Regions from separate parts of the Mus musculus genome. Here regions 2, 3, 4 and 5 are each linked to region 1. The links are chromatin contacts, called in public Hi-C, HiChIP or PLAC-seq and promoter capture Hi-C maps. All regions are on one chromosome and are shown on one strand. The core of a region is the stretch at or near the end of the contact, and the rest is flanking DNA. Distances in the headings are between cores, read along the strand shown.

Region 1 (2,700 bases), core at 90-2,589:
CAGCTGTTGTGGACAATCTGAAGCAGCCCCAAATCCCACACCTGGGATCAAAATGGAAATATGTTCTTAAAATTGTTTTCTGTGTTAAAGAAGCCAAAATTCCAAAATTCTCACTACAGACCATCACAGAAAACCATGACAGGACACGGTGCAGAGATCAGCAGGTGGTGAGGGGCCTAGCCACAGTGGCTACCTCTACATCACAGCTCCTGCATCTATGACTCAGGACACATAAAAAAAGAGGGGGGCTGGAAAAACCGTAAGAGCTGCAATACCAGGATGTCTGGTGTGAAACAGTCTCATAGAAATGGTGGCAAAAACAAGATCTAAACAATGGCGATATCAATATGCTAACAGAGAAGTGAGGCTATGCCATACAAAGTGATCATCCTTGAAATCATGTACATACAAACATAAACAGATTCAGCAGGTTGTAGTGTATCTATGCAAATATTTGTAACTATAACAATTAAAGAAGATGAGACCATCAGTCTGAGTGGGGGACATGGGGAGAGCTGGGTGAAGGGGCCTTCGAAAGAAATGGAAGAAGGAAAAAGTCAGAAGAAGGGGAAGTAATTATACTTTAATTAAAATGTATTAAAACTTTTAAGTTAACTTTTTTAAAAAGTATAGGACACTACGGTGTTAGCAGTTTAAGCACAGTTCTACCTCTGACATGAATCCCTATCTAAGCAGAGTGAGGGAGGTGCATGCAAAAGCACGTGAGAGTAAAAGGGGCATGAGCAGCTAAAGCCAAAAGAAACTTCAGAGGAAGAAATGAGTAACCTGGAGAGCGAATCCAGGAAGCCGCAATTGTTTCAAACCAAGCTCTAAGAACAACTAGGGCTTGAGAAGTGGATAATAAATCCAAGGAGTCTTCAAATGACCTTACCAAAGGCACAAAGACACGGGTCCCCCCAAACTGAAGTACAGGCTAGAGGGCCGGCACACATAGGGCAGGCGCCTTTGATATATGCCTTTGACAGTATGCTTATCTAGCAAGATGCCACAATAGGAAAATTCATTGCCCAGGTAACAGTAACAATAGTTATGTCCCGAAAGAATTAGAAAATTCTGAACAAAGAAAATCAAGACAGGCAGGACCTATAACATTCCACTGTCTGGGTAGCAGAGTCAACTGCAAACCAGAAGCGAGCCCAGCCGACTGATGGCTAAACAGCGCCTCACAGAGGCCACCAAGGTAGCAGAAGAGTCCTAGAAACTACAACTCCCAGAGAGCTTCGGGCGAGGGAACTACAACTCCCAGCAAGCCCAAGGAGCGACACTCTTTGTAGTTCCACAGATCGCCCTCACGTACTGTCTTCAGACCTATTGGGACACCTGGCGCATGACCCCGCGTGGATGAGGAGCGCCCGCCCAGAGTCCCTGGAGGCGGAGCTCGAACCTCATTGGTAGAAAGGCGACCCGAAAAGAAGAAACTGATCTTGACAATCTCCGAGTGATTGGAGTTGATGGGACCGGGGAACAGCGAACTAGGCTGCTGACCAATCAGCGTCCAAAAGAGAGACCAGGGAACCAAGGTTCTGCGGTCACACGCCGCGGAGTCTAGTGGGAGGAGCAGTTGCTCAGCAGGCTCTCGCTGCTTCCTGTTTCCGGCTTCTGGAGCGGGGCGCATTGAGGCGCCTAGGGAAGCGCTGGCTTCAGAGAGGAATCGAGGGACTGGGGTCTGCGCCCCCGCACCCCTGATCTCCGGACGCGTCTTCCAACCTCAGAGACACATTCTTGGGGGCTTCTGAGCCGCGGTTGCTCTGTTTTCCCGTGACACGTGAGTGTTGGGGGCGTGGAGGAAGCGGGCTGGGGTCCTCGCACACCTCTGTACTGAAGGAGGTGCGGACCAGGACTCTCGCTTGGCCGTGGTTCTGGCTGGAGATCCTGCTAGGGAGCCCTAGGGAGGACTTGAGGCAAAAGGCATGAGAACGGAGAACGCCAGACTTCTAGGAGTGAGGAAGAGGAGTTCCAAGATCAGAGAGGGATTTGAGATGTTTTGAAGGTTGGAAAAGGAAAGTGCTCATGTGTGAAGTGTTAACTGGATTCTTGTAGAGAGAATTTTGACCTGTATCGTGGGAGTAAAGTGGCGTCATGGCGTCATTTGGGGGTAAGGTATGACTTTGAGTAGATAGAAGGCGAGAATTTCCAGACTCCTGGAAGAAGTTCGAGGAAGGTCTGTTAGCATGGTGTGGAAAAGAGTGACAAGAGTGTCTTGTGTTTCTGTGGAGACTTTGAAGCACAGAACTACCTCCTTGGGGCACTTTAAACATTGGGCCTTTCTGCCAGTTGAGACTGATCTTAAACGTGTTGGCTGCAATGAACCAGGAGGAAGAAAATAAAGCCCTCCATTAGAAAATGGAAAACGGCCATGAGTGGAAAAATGCGTGCAGGGCTGAATGAGGTCAGCAGTTTCCCAACCCCTAACTTAGTCACTCGGCGTCCTATAGAGAATGTTTCAGCATTGCCACTAGATCTGTCTCTATAGAATAAGAAAGGGGAATTCTCAAGAGCCTAAGATCCTGTTTTACAGCGTCTGAGAGTTATAAGTGCTTGCACTCTGGGGATCTCTTTGGACCATGCTAAATAGGAACTGCCCAGCTTTCAGTTTTATCCTGCTCTCTATTTGGGCCTGTATTTATCAGAAGTTTGACCACAAATGCCTTCATGGCATTAAGTCATCCAGGTTGATTT
Region 2 (2,700 bases), core at 179-2,678, 1.1 Mb before region 1:
TTCTAACTCTTATCCAGTAAAATACTGTAAGAAAGTATGCAAGACCCTCCACAATATTGCAGGGACAAATCTGGGGCATTCTAGCTATGGGAATGCCAAGGTTCCAGGAGGCTAAGTTTCCTTGAAACTCTTTGCCTTGTGACTGCTTCCAGGCTTTTAGGCCTGCCAAGCCAGTCACTACTGGAGTGGACATAGCACTGGATCCCCTGGATCTAGAGTTACAGATAGTTGTGAGCTGCTATGTGGGTGTTGGGAATTGAACCCAGGTACTTGGCAAAAACAAATGCTCTTAGCTGCTGAGCCATCTCTCTAGTCCCCAGTGGGGGGGAGAGGGGGAATTAAACAGTATATATATTTTTAAACAAGTGACATCCTGGCCCTTTCACCTTACACAGTCACAGGCTTTAGCAGACTTGACATTTCTGTCTCAGCTGTGTGAGGACCTTCTGCAGAGATTTAAAGACTGCCATGTCCTGTCGGTGTTAGTGATAAAAGAAAGGCATATATGATGTGAGCAGGTCTTAGCCTAGCACCTCGCTGTCTTATCCAGTCACTAAGGAGCAAGGGATTCTAGGAAAACTTGGGAGAGAGTTCAGAAGGTAGAGAACTGGACGAAGTAAAACCATGAAGACTGAGTATAAATGTGGAAGAGATAGGAAATCCTGCCTGAAGCACAGATAATTGGTGATTTATGAGTCTGTGTAAAATTATATAATAGGAAGTCAGGTGTGGTATTGCACTCCTTTAATTCCCGGCACTAGGGAGGCAGAGGCATAGTTCAAGGCCAGCCTGGTCTACAGAGTGAGTTCCAGGAAAGCCAGGGCTACACAGAGAAGCCCTGTGAAACACAAACAATATAAATAAACACATAAAAATACATATTTAAATGTATTTACTTTTTGTATATTATAAAGCATCAGTTCTTACATTGGTTCAGTACTGTTTTGAAGAATTGCATGACATGTGCATGGCTTTGTTTTTATGACATCCTTATTTATATAAACAATGCAGGATCCAGGAGTTTATGTAACTCACTTGTGTGTTGATGGTTCACCTACCTAATACAAAGCACAGATCAGATCTACCTCTGCCCTGACACTCCTTTCAGCCAAAAAAAGTGCTTTCTTTGGTTTGACAATGTTTTTGTGACTTATTTGTCGTGTGACCTATGTCACCTGTAAATAGAGTAATAGTCCTTAACTCATAGAGATGAAGAAATAACAGACAGAAAGCGCCTTTCCATTCTGCCACACTTTATAGCAGCATCGAACCCAGGAAGAGGAAATAGCCAGCTCCATAGTTTTCTTTTTCTTTTTTCCCTAAGCTTCCAGCAGACCCTTCTCAACGGACTCCTTCAGAGGTTAATAATAAAGGTGCAGGTAGCTCCACCTCCTAACTGGAATTTCTTCCGTTCGTCCTCTTCCGGTTAGCGAAGGAAGGATCACATTTCTCAGGACAAAGGCATTTCACTAATGGTTTAGCTTCCTCATCTTTTCCACCCCAAAGCTGGCGACCCAGTGCGTTCTCTCTGGAAGATGGCAGTCTCTGGGCGCGAGAGGTTCCCCGAAGCTTCACAGACCCAAGAGCCCAGGACTACAACTCCCAGAATCCTTCGCTCCAGCGTGCGCGTGCGTCGTAGTGGCTAAGAGGGGTGGAGAGGAGGTGTCCACCGTCGTGGGTTCCCCGTGCAGGTCTTCTGTTGTCGCGCTCTCTACTCTGGGAGTTTCGGTGCTTTTAGCACCGGTCCAGGGACAGGAGGAACTAGTGCTGGGCCTTCGGCAGCACTAGTCTTGAACAGACAGTCTTGAACAGGCCAGTGCCCCAAGGGTTAGGCTGTCAGTGAGCGCAGGCTGTGCCCGGGTCCAGCTCCTTCCTGGTCCTTCCTTAGGAACAGACCTGGAGAGGCGCGGAGGGGAAGAGTGCGAGGCTTGCGGGACATCTACCAGGCCCAGTCCGAATTTCCAGGAAGCTCCCGAGAAGCTGTCCTCCTGACGTGTGAGGAGACCTGGTCGAACCCAGGCTGGCTATGAAGAGCGACGCCTCGACGTCTGCAGCCCCTTTGAAAGGGCTCGTGGGCCCTCTGCGGAGCAGCGAGCCCGCGCTCGCCCTCCCCGCTGTGTCCCCCGCGGTGCACCTGCTGGAAGAGGCGTCCGACCTGTTGGTGGTGCACCTGGACTTCCATGCCGCACTAGAGACTTGCGAACGAGCCTGGCAGAGCCTGGCGGAGGAGCCCGTGAGTGGCACGTACGTGCTGAGCTATGTTCCGTTCTGGATCCTTTTGGGGAGGAACTCGGGTCTCTGAATATCTGGCATTGTGAGACTGCGCCAACCACACACCTTGCTTTCCCTAAGGGATCCTCTTTGAGAGAGGCTGGTTGCTCATCCTGCACCCGTGAGACTGTACAATGAAGTCAAATCATGCAACAATTTGGAGGGACGCCACAGTCAATTCTTGGCTCACCTTTTCAGTGCAGGACAGGGTAGATGTCTTTTAAGTGTTCAGTCGTGAGGAGGTTCAGTAAGCAGGTAGCAGCCTTCTTTGGGAACACACCTCCTATTTAACCTAGCCTTGGCAGGTTATAGAAAATGGGGGGTAGAGCGGGGTGTCAAGGCAAGAAGCACACTGTTCTGGTCCTGTTGCAGGACTGAGTGAATTATCTTTAGATTGCTCTGTCTAATGCATTGGCCTCCTCTGACAGC
Region 3 (2,700 bases), core at 100-2,599, 2.0 Mb before region 1:
TAAAGCCTAGAATTCAGAACTTTCTATTTTAGAGCCTAACCTCTCTTCCCTGACTTATTTTTATCTCTTTCCCCAGATATACCCTGTTTTTATAAAATGTTTTTTTTGTTTGTTTTTTTGGACAGGATCTCACTACGGCTGGCTTGGAACTATGTAAACCAGGCTGGTCTAAAACTTACAGAGATTGCCTGCCTCTGGCTCCCGAGCACTGGGATTAAAAGCTTATACACCACGCCAGAGGCACATAATGTTCTTGGTTCTATGCCTTTGCTCATGAGCTTCCTGGCAGTTCAATTATAACTCCTTCCACAACTCTAGTAAATTCACTTAATCAAGTGTATTCTGCATGTAAAATTCATCTTAAATACTATTTCTTCCATCTCTTTCTTGAGTTTTTCCATTCAAGACGATCTAGAAAGCCAATTGTAGTGGCATCTGTCATTAAAAGCTAGCACTGGGAAGATCACCCAACATTGAGGGCAGCCTAGGGTACAGAGTTGAATTCCAGGCAAGCCCGGAACAGAGCAAGGTCTTGTCTCAAATAAACAACAGAAAAACCATAAACTGATTGTGTACTTGTACTCCCAACACTCAGAAGACCGAGACAAGAGTATAATGCCAAGAGTTTGAGACCAGTCTGGTACATATAGTGAACTGCAAGCCCACGTGGGCTGCAGAGTAAGATTCCCGAATCAAAAAACAAAAACGAATAATTAAAAAAATTTAAAAGCTTTTTTTCCCCCCTCACTGATAAATGCCTGTATTTGCAGTTTTACTATGATAACCTATCTTCCAGGCAGACAGAAGCCATCTTAATCCTACCTTGCAAGGCAGGAATGCCTCTATTTATATAAAAGGTGATGGGTTTCTGTTTTGTAGGTGTAAGAGATCGAATTGAGGGCACAGGCGTGCTAAGCAAACACTCTACATATTGGCCACAACCCCGTCCCTAAAAAGTCGTATTTACCCGCATAACCACTTTCTGAAGTATTTTTATTATCCCTTATTTTTCAAACGAGGAAATCGAAGCTTAAGCAAGTGGGAGGAAGACGGAGACGGAACTCCGTCCATCTCAGGACGTCTGGATCCTGTTCTCTGGCAAGTTCATACAGTTCTTGAGCAGATCTTTGCTCAGTCATTCTTAAAGCTCTCCGCGTCCCGGAAACTTCTCTTTTTACAGACAATCTTTCCTTGACTGGCCCTAGGTTTAGTCTCCTGTAGCTCCCTTCCGCACTGATTACTAAGGCTTTTATCCCACCATATTTACTCCCCAAAAAACTTTCACCCTTTCCCTGAAATCCACACTCACCAAGTGCTAACCCCTGGCGTCCAACAACGCAACCGAAAAACAACTCAAATCAGCGAGCATCTACAAAATCCTACCAATCGCTCACGAGCTCAGGCGGCCTTTTAGGTTGCACACCAATAGGACGGTTGTTCACCCAGCAGTACTTCCCATCTTGCCTTGCGCCTCACCGGCAGAGGTTCCTGGGAAGTGTAGTTTCTCTTCTGCACACAGCATTGCGCAAAGACAGAATGCGTGTGGAGGGGGGAGGTAAGTATCCCTTGGCTGTTAGAACTCGTTTTGACAACTCAGTCTAAACTCACTTAACTATTTTCCTTTAATGAAACCTGTTGCATAAATGACATACATAATCACGAGAACTCCTCGGAGAGTTTAGTACACATTATCATTTGTTTCGAGTGAGCCTTTAGTTTGTTTCAAGTGAGCCTAAGAAACGTTCTACAAATCCTACGGAGTTGTAAAAGCCTGTAATCCCAATTCCTGAGAAGGGACATAAAAAGGATCAGGAGTTTGAGGGGAGGGGAGGGGAGGGGAGGGGAGGGGAGGGGAGGGGAGGGGAGGGGAGGGGAGGAGAGGAGAGGAGAGGAGAGGAGGAGACAGAGTTTTCTATGCCTTAGCTTAGATGTAATTAAAGAGGGATGGTTGTGAGCCACCATATGGGTGTGAGGAACCAAACCAGGACTCACTATGTATCCAGTTTAGCTTGGATCTTGCTGTGTAGAAGCCTCAGAGATCCTCCTGCATCTACCCTCAAATTCTGGGACTCAGGCATAAGCCCAGTGTATGGGAGGCAGGGGCAGCCAGCTGGGTCTACACAGCAAGTTCTAGGGCAGAACTACACCCTTAAACAAACAACAAACAAAACAAACACACAGAGAGGTATTATAGCTCATCACCTCTGACTCCAAACACATTTTAATGGCTCTTTGCTTGTTTGCTCAGTCATTGGATTCACCCTGCGACTGAACTAAGGCTTCAGGAATCATGGTCCTGCCGGGCGTGGTGGCACATGCCTTTAATCCCAGCACTCGGGAGGCAGAGGCAGGCCTCAGATTTCTGAGTTCGAGGCCAGCCTGGTCTACAAAGTGAGTTCCAGGATAGCCAGGGCTATACAGAGAAACCCTGTCTCAACAAAACAAAACAAAACAAAACAAAACAAAACAAAACAAAACCAAAAAAGGAATCATGGTTACTTAATGGTAAACAAGTATTCTACCACTGAACTATACTTCTCACCCAAGCCTGACTCCAAGAATTTCCCAGGGACTAACCAAAATAGAATAACAAAGAAGGAAAAACTATAAACTTTCTCTTTATCCTTTCCTATGACATGAATAGGAAAACCAATGATATTTGAAATATCATATTGAAAAAATTGTGTACACTTATCAGTG
Region 4 (2,700 bases), core at 83-2,582, 1.1 Mb before region 1:
GGCCGTGTATCAGTGGGAAGTGTTTTCAGTACTTTCTCACATGCAAAGATGATTAAAACATGTATCCTCTCCTCAAGAAACTCATAGACAAATACATGAAAGGTGAGCCAACAGAATAAACTACTACCTAGATAAGTTTTACTCTGCTGCTTCCTGAGCACAGAAGCAAAGGTGTGTCTTCATCTATGTTTGGAAACAGAGCCAACATCTGGCCACAGCAGCTCCACCTACATCTTGAAGAACTCTTAACTTCCCACAGTGACTTGTGTGGTGGGAAGTTGCCAGAGAAAAGAGGGAGGGAAGAAAAGCTGGGTTATATCTCTTAAGTATGAAGTGGCCCTTGATAGGGAATTCCATGTCGCAGTTCAGGTGTAAGAACCATCCAACCCCAACCGACTTGGAGACAAAGGGACTTGTGGAGCCTGTTAGTAATGTGGGCAACTAGAGAGGCTCTTAAGCTGAGCATGGTAGCACACACTTTGGAAGCAGAGGCAGGTGGGTGGAGCTCTGTGAGTTCCAGGCCAGCTTGGTTTACAAAGCAAGTTCCAGGACAGCCAGGGTTACAGGCTAGGTGAGCCCCTATCCTCACCCAACTAGATGGAGGGTGAAGAAATCCTTTGCTCTTCAGTGTCATCTGTGGCCACTAAGAGGAGGTCCTAACAGGGCAGAGGCAGTGAGAACCCTGATGTTCTGGGGTACATGCAAAGTGACACATTTGGGGATTACGTAGGAAAGGCTCTTGTAGGAGTGGGTCAGGAGGAGAGACTTGAGAATCATGGAGATATTCTGAGAGTATTTAAAATAGTGCTGAATCCCTGAATCTACTATGGAGGGCTTGCAGCAGATGCAGATGCAGATGCAGAGGCATACCATCTTCTGACTTCTCCAGTAACCAGGCAGGCAGTGGTGGAAGCAGAAGCGTGGGCTCTGACCACGGGCTGGTCTGATCCTGCAGGCTCTCCTGGACTGAGGTGACCGGCTAACAGATTAGTGTCTTCCCACCACACCAGCCAGTGTTGGCAGCAGGACGACTATGAACATTTGGGGGGAGAAACAAGCATTTGTTTTGGAGTATTTTTCCACTGCTTTCCAGTGGCCTCGGAGTGGATGCGGGGTTTGTATGCACACGTGTGTTGCGGTCACAGGACTGCTTCCTGGACTGCAAGGCTCAGGAGCTCAGTGGCAGCTCCGGGCATGAGAAGCAGCCAGGCTGGACTAGGGAGCCTCTGGTGGGAGGGGAGGTGCCATTGTGACCTACCCAGGTCCCTCCCCTCCGCGGGCACTGTGATGCTGCAGGGCAACTGCTGGCCCAGCATGTCTGTCTCAGGCCCCCTCCCTCGCAGTGTGTCACAACCGCGGAGGCGGCCGTATCTGGAGCAGTTGGGGTGGGCAGGCCCAGCTGGGAGGCGAGCGGGCGAAGAGAGCGGCCACGATGGTGAGACTTCCCCGCCCGGGCTGGCCCCGGACGCGCGCAGGTGCCGGGGAGAGAGCTGCGGGGCCACGGGGTAGCTGTGGGGTGGCTTTGGATCTACTGGGCTCCAAGTCTCCTGGAGGGTCTGTGGGTCAGTTCAGGGTCAAGGGTCTTGTTTCCCAGGGGTGAGAATATTTTGTAGAGAATGTAGAGAGCAGGGGCTATTGGATCCTTAAAGGGACCTAAGACCGATCTGCGCTCGCTAAAGAGAGGAGGGCGAACCTGGAGAGCTCGGTGGAGAGATACGTTAGAATCTGGGGGAGTAGCCACTCGTGGACCAGAGTGAGAAGAAATGGGATGCCGAGGGATTCTGGACAGGTGGTCTGGACCTGGGTGGCCTGGGGGAGTAGTCTCCAAACCTAATCAAAAGTGGCACGTTCCCGGGGTCATTCTCCACCCTCATCACCCGGCCATCGGCTATCGGCTTGGGTTTAGGGCAACTTCAATTCGAGCTGGGTGTTATGGACCCAAGACGTTTCCCAGGTGCCTGTCACCAGTGCTGGCTCCTCGGCCATCGGCTTGGGTTTGGGGCACCCTCAGTTTCAGCTGGGTCCAAACCAGCTTCGCAAGCGCCTGGCGCTGGAGCAGGCTCCTCACCTTTCCCGGCGGTCAAAGTCAAAAAGACTTTGGGACTCAGAAGTTTGGGACCCAGATACCAGGGGACCTAAGCCGTTTCATTTTATTTTCTATTCTGGCTTCCAGGCAGCAACTCTTCTTCATTAGTTGCTGTCTCCACTAGCGGCTGCTACCTTCACAGCCCCTCAGAGCGAGCTTTACAGCATCTCTGCCAAAGCCCCTGGGAAGCTCCCCTGCGGGGGACTAACGTTGGCCTCAATCATTGCTCTCCCGCCCCCCTCCCCCCACGCCAGGAAGCCCTGGTGTGTCCGCAGTGAAGTGGGACAGAAAGGTTAGAGTGGAGAGGGGTGGGCAGAATAAGAGTATCTCACAGGCCAAGGTCAGGTTCTCTGAGCCACTTGCTCTGGTGTCAGTGACAGAACAGCCAGGCCAGAACCTTCCTTCTCTCCTCCCCACCTCTTTTCTCCCTCCCCCATCCCCTCCGCCCTCCTTTTCCCCTCCTCCTGCCACCCCTCCTCCTCCCCTCTGGCTGTTCATTTGGGAGATTGCCCAAGACTTTCTGGCGCTGGCTCTCCTGTCAGCCCTACCTCTAAGCCTATCCTATCACTCGCCAAGCATGCTTCCAGACACACCTGGGATCTTGAAGAATTTGA
Region 5 (2,700 bases), core at 142-2,641, 1.5 Mb before region 1:
AATATTTTAAATAAATTTCCCCAAAAATGATTATATGCACTTAAAAAATACAACCTTATGCAGGTTATGTACAAAACACTGGGCATCTCGGCACTCAAGAGAAATGGCGTAAGGAGCAAGAGAGCACTGGGTCGTAGTGGTGTTTGTAATCCCAGCACTCGGGAGGCAGAGGAAGGAGGATCTCGTTGAGTCAGAAGCCAGCCTACTCTACAGAACAAGTTCTAGAGTTACATAGAGAAACACTGTCTTGGAAAAACAAAACCAAACAAACAAAAGGGGGGGGGGGGCTCAGTGGTTACCATTAAGAGCACTGGCTGACCTTCCAAAGGGCCCAGGGTTCAATTCCAGGCATCCACATGGCAGCTCACATTTAATTGTAACTCTTGCTCCAGAGGATCTGACACCCTCAACTCAGACATACAAGCAAGTCAAATCACCAATGTATATTAGAGATCGAGAAAGAAATAGAAAGAGAGAGAAAATCAAGAGGCCAAGCCCATTCTCAGTTAAAACGATTGTACACCAGCCTGGGCTTCAGGAGACCCTGACCTGAACTCATGATTTAAGTACTATTTTCCATAAACTCTAACTCATTTCTGTGGCTTGTGAGTGCAATCAGAAGAGGCTTTCTCGGGTTGGAGAGATGGCTCAGCGGTTAAGAGCACTGACTGCTCTTCCAGAGGTCCTGAGTTCAATTCCTCTTCTGGTGTGTGTCTGAAGACAGTGTACTCATATAAATAAAAATAAATAAGTAAATAAATAAGTAAAATAAAAAGGCTTTCTCATTCGACAAATATTAATGTGCACCTTAGGTTCATGATTACGTCTGGAGATGAATAACCCCGATTTAAATAACGAAGATCCTCAAAACGAAACGCAAGCTGCTCTTTCCCCTCAGTCTCTTTCCTGTACTATAGTGAAATAGCGCTTCAGGGAAAACAAAAACAAAATACTTTTAACCTCTGCACAAAACTCTTCCGGATTAAGCGTGGAAACGCCAGAAAAAGGGGGGCTGGCGAGATGGGAGGCAGTCAGCTGCGGGCTCTGTGACAGGCAAGTGGAAGCAGGAGACCAGCAGTCACGTGAGATGCGGTGCAAGGCCCTCTCACTCCCCTGGGTCTGCGAACCATCCCGGCACACACTACCCGCGCCCGAGTGTCGGCGGTCCGCCAGGCTCGCCCGATGAACGCAGGCCACCCGAAGACCCTGCTCTGCAAAGCAAACGTCAACACTGTCCTCCGGACGGCACTGCGGCTGCGCTACACCCAACCTGGCCCTCACCTGCTTCTGTACATCTGCATCGCTGAGCGCCATGGCGAAGGCAAAGTCCGGCCAGGGGACAGCTTCGAATCTGGGTTCAAAGTGGCGGCGGAGCAAACCTGAGACGAAAACCCTGGGAGGTCCAGCTTCCTTTACTTTATAAACCCCGCTTCCGGTTCCGGCTTGGTGACCAAGGGGCCGTAGCCTTCTCAACCAATAGATCGAGAACTGTGCCCGCGGAAGTTCTGCCTTGGCTCCGCCCTTTCCCAGGCGCATGCGCAGAGCGACTCTTTTTTTTTTTTTTTTTTTAAACTGACTCGTGACTGCTTGGCAAGGACAAAATACTTCAGAGACTTGAGAGAGCTTTAGGGATTCCCTCCCTCCTTCCCTCCCTCCCTCCTTTTCTCTTCCTTCCTTCCTTCCTTCCTTCCTTCCTTCCTTCCTTCCTTCCTTCCTTTGTTTCTTTTCTTCCTTCCTTTTTTTTTTTTTCTCTTTTTCGAGACAGGATTTCTCTGTGTAGATGTGGCCGTCTTGAAACTGACTTCATAGACCAGCTGCCTTGAACTCACAGACATCCTCCTGCCTCTGCCTCCCGAGTGCTGGGATTAAAGATGTGCTCCACCACCACCCGACTAGGGATTTTTGTATCAGACTTTAATCAGAATTATTTATACTTCTTCAGCGGTTGTTTTAGTAAAACAGTTGAGTTGTTTGTTTGTTTACAAACAAAAGGTTTGAACTCCTGAGTTTCCTGCCTCCATCTGCTAAGTGTTAAGATTATGGACAAGGGACCGGAGAGATGGCTCAGTGGTTAAGAGCACTGCCTGTAACCACAAAGTAGCTCACATCCCTCCTTAATGGTATCCCACGCATGCCCTCTCCTGGTCTGTCTGAAGACAACGACAGTGTATTCACATAAAATAAATAAATAAACCTTAAAAAAAAAAAGATTACAGACACGTACCAGGTTAAGACCCCGGTAAACAGTTTACATAATTTACTCAGCACTCAAAACCAAAAATAAAATGTAATAAAATAAAATAAATAAATAAAAGCATTGCGTGGGAGGCATGCCTTTAATCCCAGCCCTTAGGAGGTAGAGACAGGTGGATCTCTTTGTTAGAGGCCAGAGTCTACAGGGTGAGTAAACCAGGCTTGGTTAACAGTGAGTTCCAGGATAGCCAGGGCTACATAGAGAAACTTTGTCTCAAATAAACACATAAAGATCTACTCACTGCTTGTGACATAGCTCAGTTGACAGAATGCTTGCATAACACATGCAAAGTGTTGGTCTATCCATGAGCTGGTGTGCGGCGAGGCATTCTTGCAATCCCCACATTCAGATGGCCCCTGGAAAATCATAAGTTCCACATCAAGCCTGGAAATTTGAGTCCTGCCTGGACTAGAGATTAAATAATAGTTTTTATTTAAACCCAAGCC

Evidence for each region. Promoter capture Hi-C pulls out the DNA fragments that hold promoters and counts their contacts. A called contact is a pair of places that touch in the nucleus more often than the background predicts. HiChIP or PLAC-seq counts read pairs in DNA pulled down with a chosen protein or histone mark.
Region 2: a contact with region 1 is called in a promoter capture Hi-C map of 3T3-L1-derived adipocytes, with 8 times the contacts expected there. The contact joins the promoter of Pex26 here to the promoter of M6pr in region 1. A contact is called at or near these places in 8 of 39 promoter capture datasets (the 3T3-L1 cell line, 3T3-L1-derived adipocytes, the C10 cell line and 5 more), 16 of 484 Hi-C or Micro-C datasets (the AML12 cell line, B cells, CD4 T cells and 11 more), 13 of 115 datasets of contacts at active chromatin or transcription factors (astrocytes, bone marrow-derived dendritic cells, embryonic forebrain and 8 more) and 3 of 9 other capture datasets (adipose tissue, embryonic stem cells and liver).
Region 3: a promoter capture Hi-C map of pre-B cells shows a contact between it and region 1, with 4 times the contacts expected there. The contact joins the promoter of Ccdc77 here to the promoter of M6pr in region 1. A contact is called at or near these places in 1 of 39 promoter capture datasets (pre-B cells) and 1 of 9 other capture datasets (adipose tissue).
Region 4: an H3K4me3 HiChIP or PLAC-seq map of forebrain shows a contact between it and region 1, with 6 times the contacts expected there. The contact joins the promoter of Tuba8 here to the promoter of M6pr in region 1. A contact is called at or near these places in 4 of 39 promoter capture datasets (embryonic stem cells, frontonasal cranial neural crest, hippocampal neurons and 1 more) and 5 of 115 datasets of contacts at active chromatin or transcription factors (differentiating embryonic stem cells, embryonic midbrain, embryonic stem cells and 2 more).
Region 5: a Hi-C map of pro-B cells shows a contact between it and region 1, with 4 times the contacts expected there. The contact joins the promoter of Atp6v1e1 here to the promoter of M6pr in region 1. A contact is called at or near these places in 1 of 39 promoter capture datasets (embryonic stem cells), 1 of 484 Hi-C or Micro-C datasets (pro-B cells) and 2 of 9 other capture datasets (adipose tissue and liver).

The regions. Positions count from the first base shown.
Region 1 is chr6:122,307,381-122,310,080 of GRCm38.p6, forward strand. M6pr (mannose-6-phosphate receptor, cation dependent) reads left to right here and starts at 1,340. Exons shown (of 7, transcript NM_010749.7): 1 at 1,340-1,786.
Region 2 is chr6:121,182,239-121,184,938 of GRCm38.p6, forward strand. Pex26 (peroxisomal biogenesis factor 26) reads left to right here and starts at 1,429. Exons shown (of 5, transcript NM_028730.6): 1 at 1,429-2,244. The coding sequence starts at 2,027.
Region 3 is chr6:120,356,018-120,358,717 of GRCm38.p6, forward strand. Ccdc77 (coiled-coil domain containing 77) reads right to left here and starts at 1,350. Exons shown (of 12, transcript NM_001381936.1): 1 at 1,310-1,350.
Region 4 is chr6:121,209,402-121,212,101 of GRCm38.p6, forward strand. Tuba8 (tubulin, alpha 8) reads left to right here and starts at 1,333. Exons shown (of 5, transcript NM_017379.2): 1 at 1,333-1,435. The coding sequence starts at 1,433.
Region 5 is chr6:120,821,307-120,824,006 of GRCm38.p6, forward strand. Atp6v1e1 (ATPase, H+ transporting, lysosomal V1 subunit E1) reads right to left here and starts at 1,392. Exons shown (of 9, transcript NM_007510.3): 1 at 1,282-1,392. The coding sequence starts at 1,314. Gm38889 (a long non-coding RNA gene) reads right to left here. Exons shown (of 3, transcript XR_869411.3): 3 at 2,502-2,610.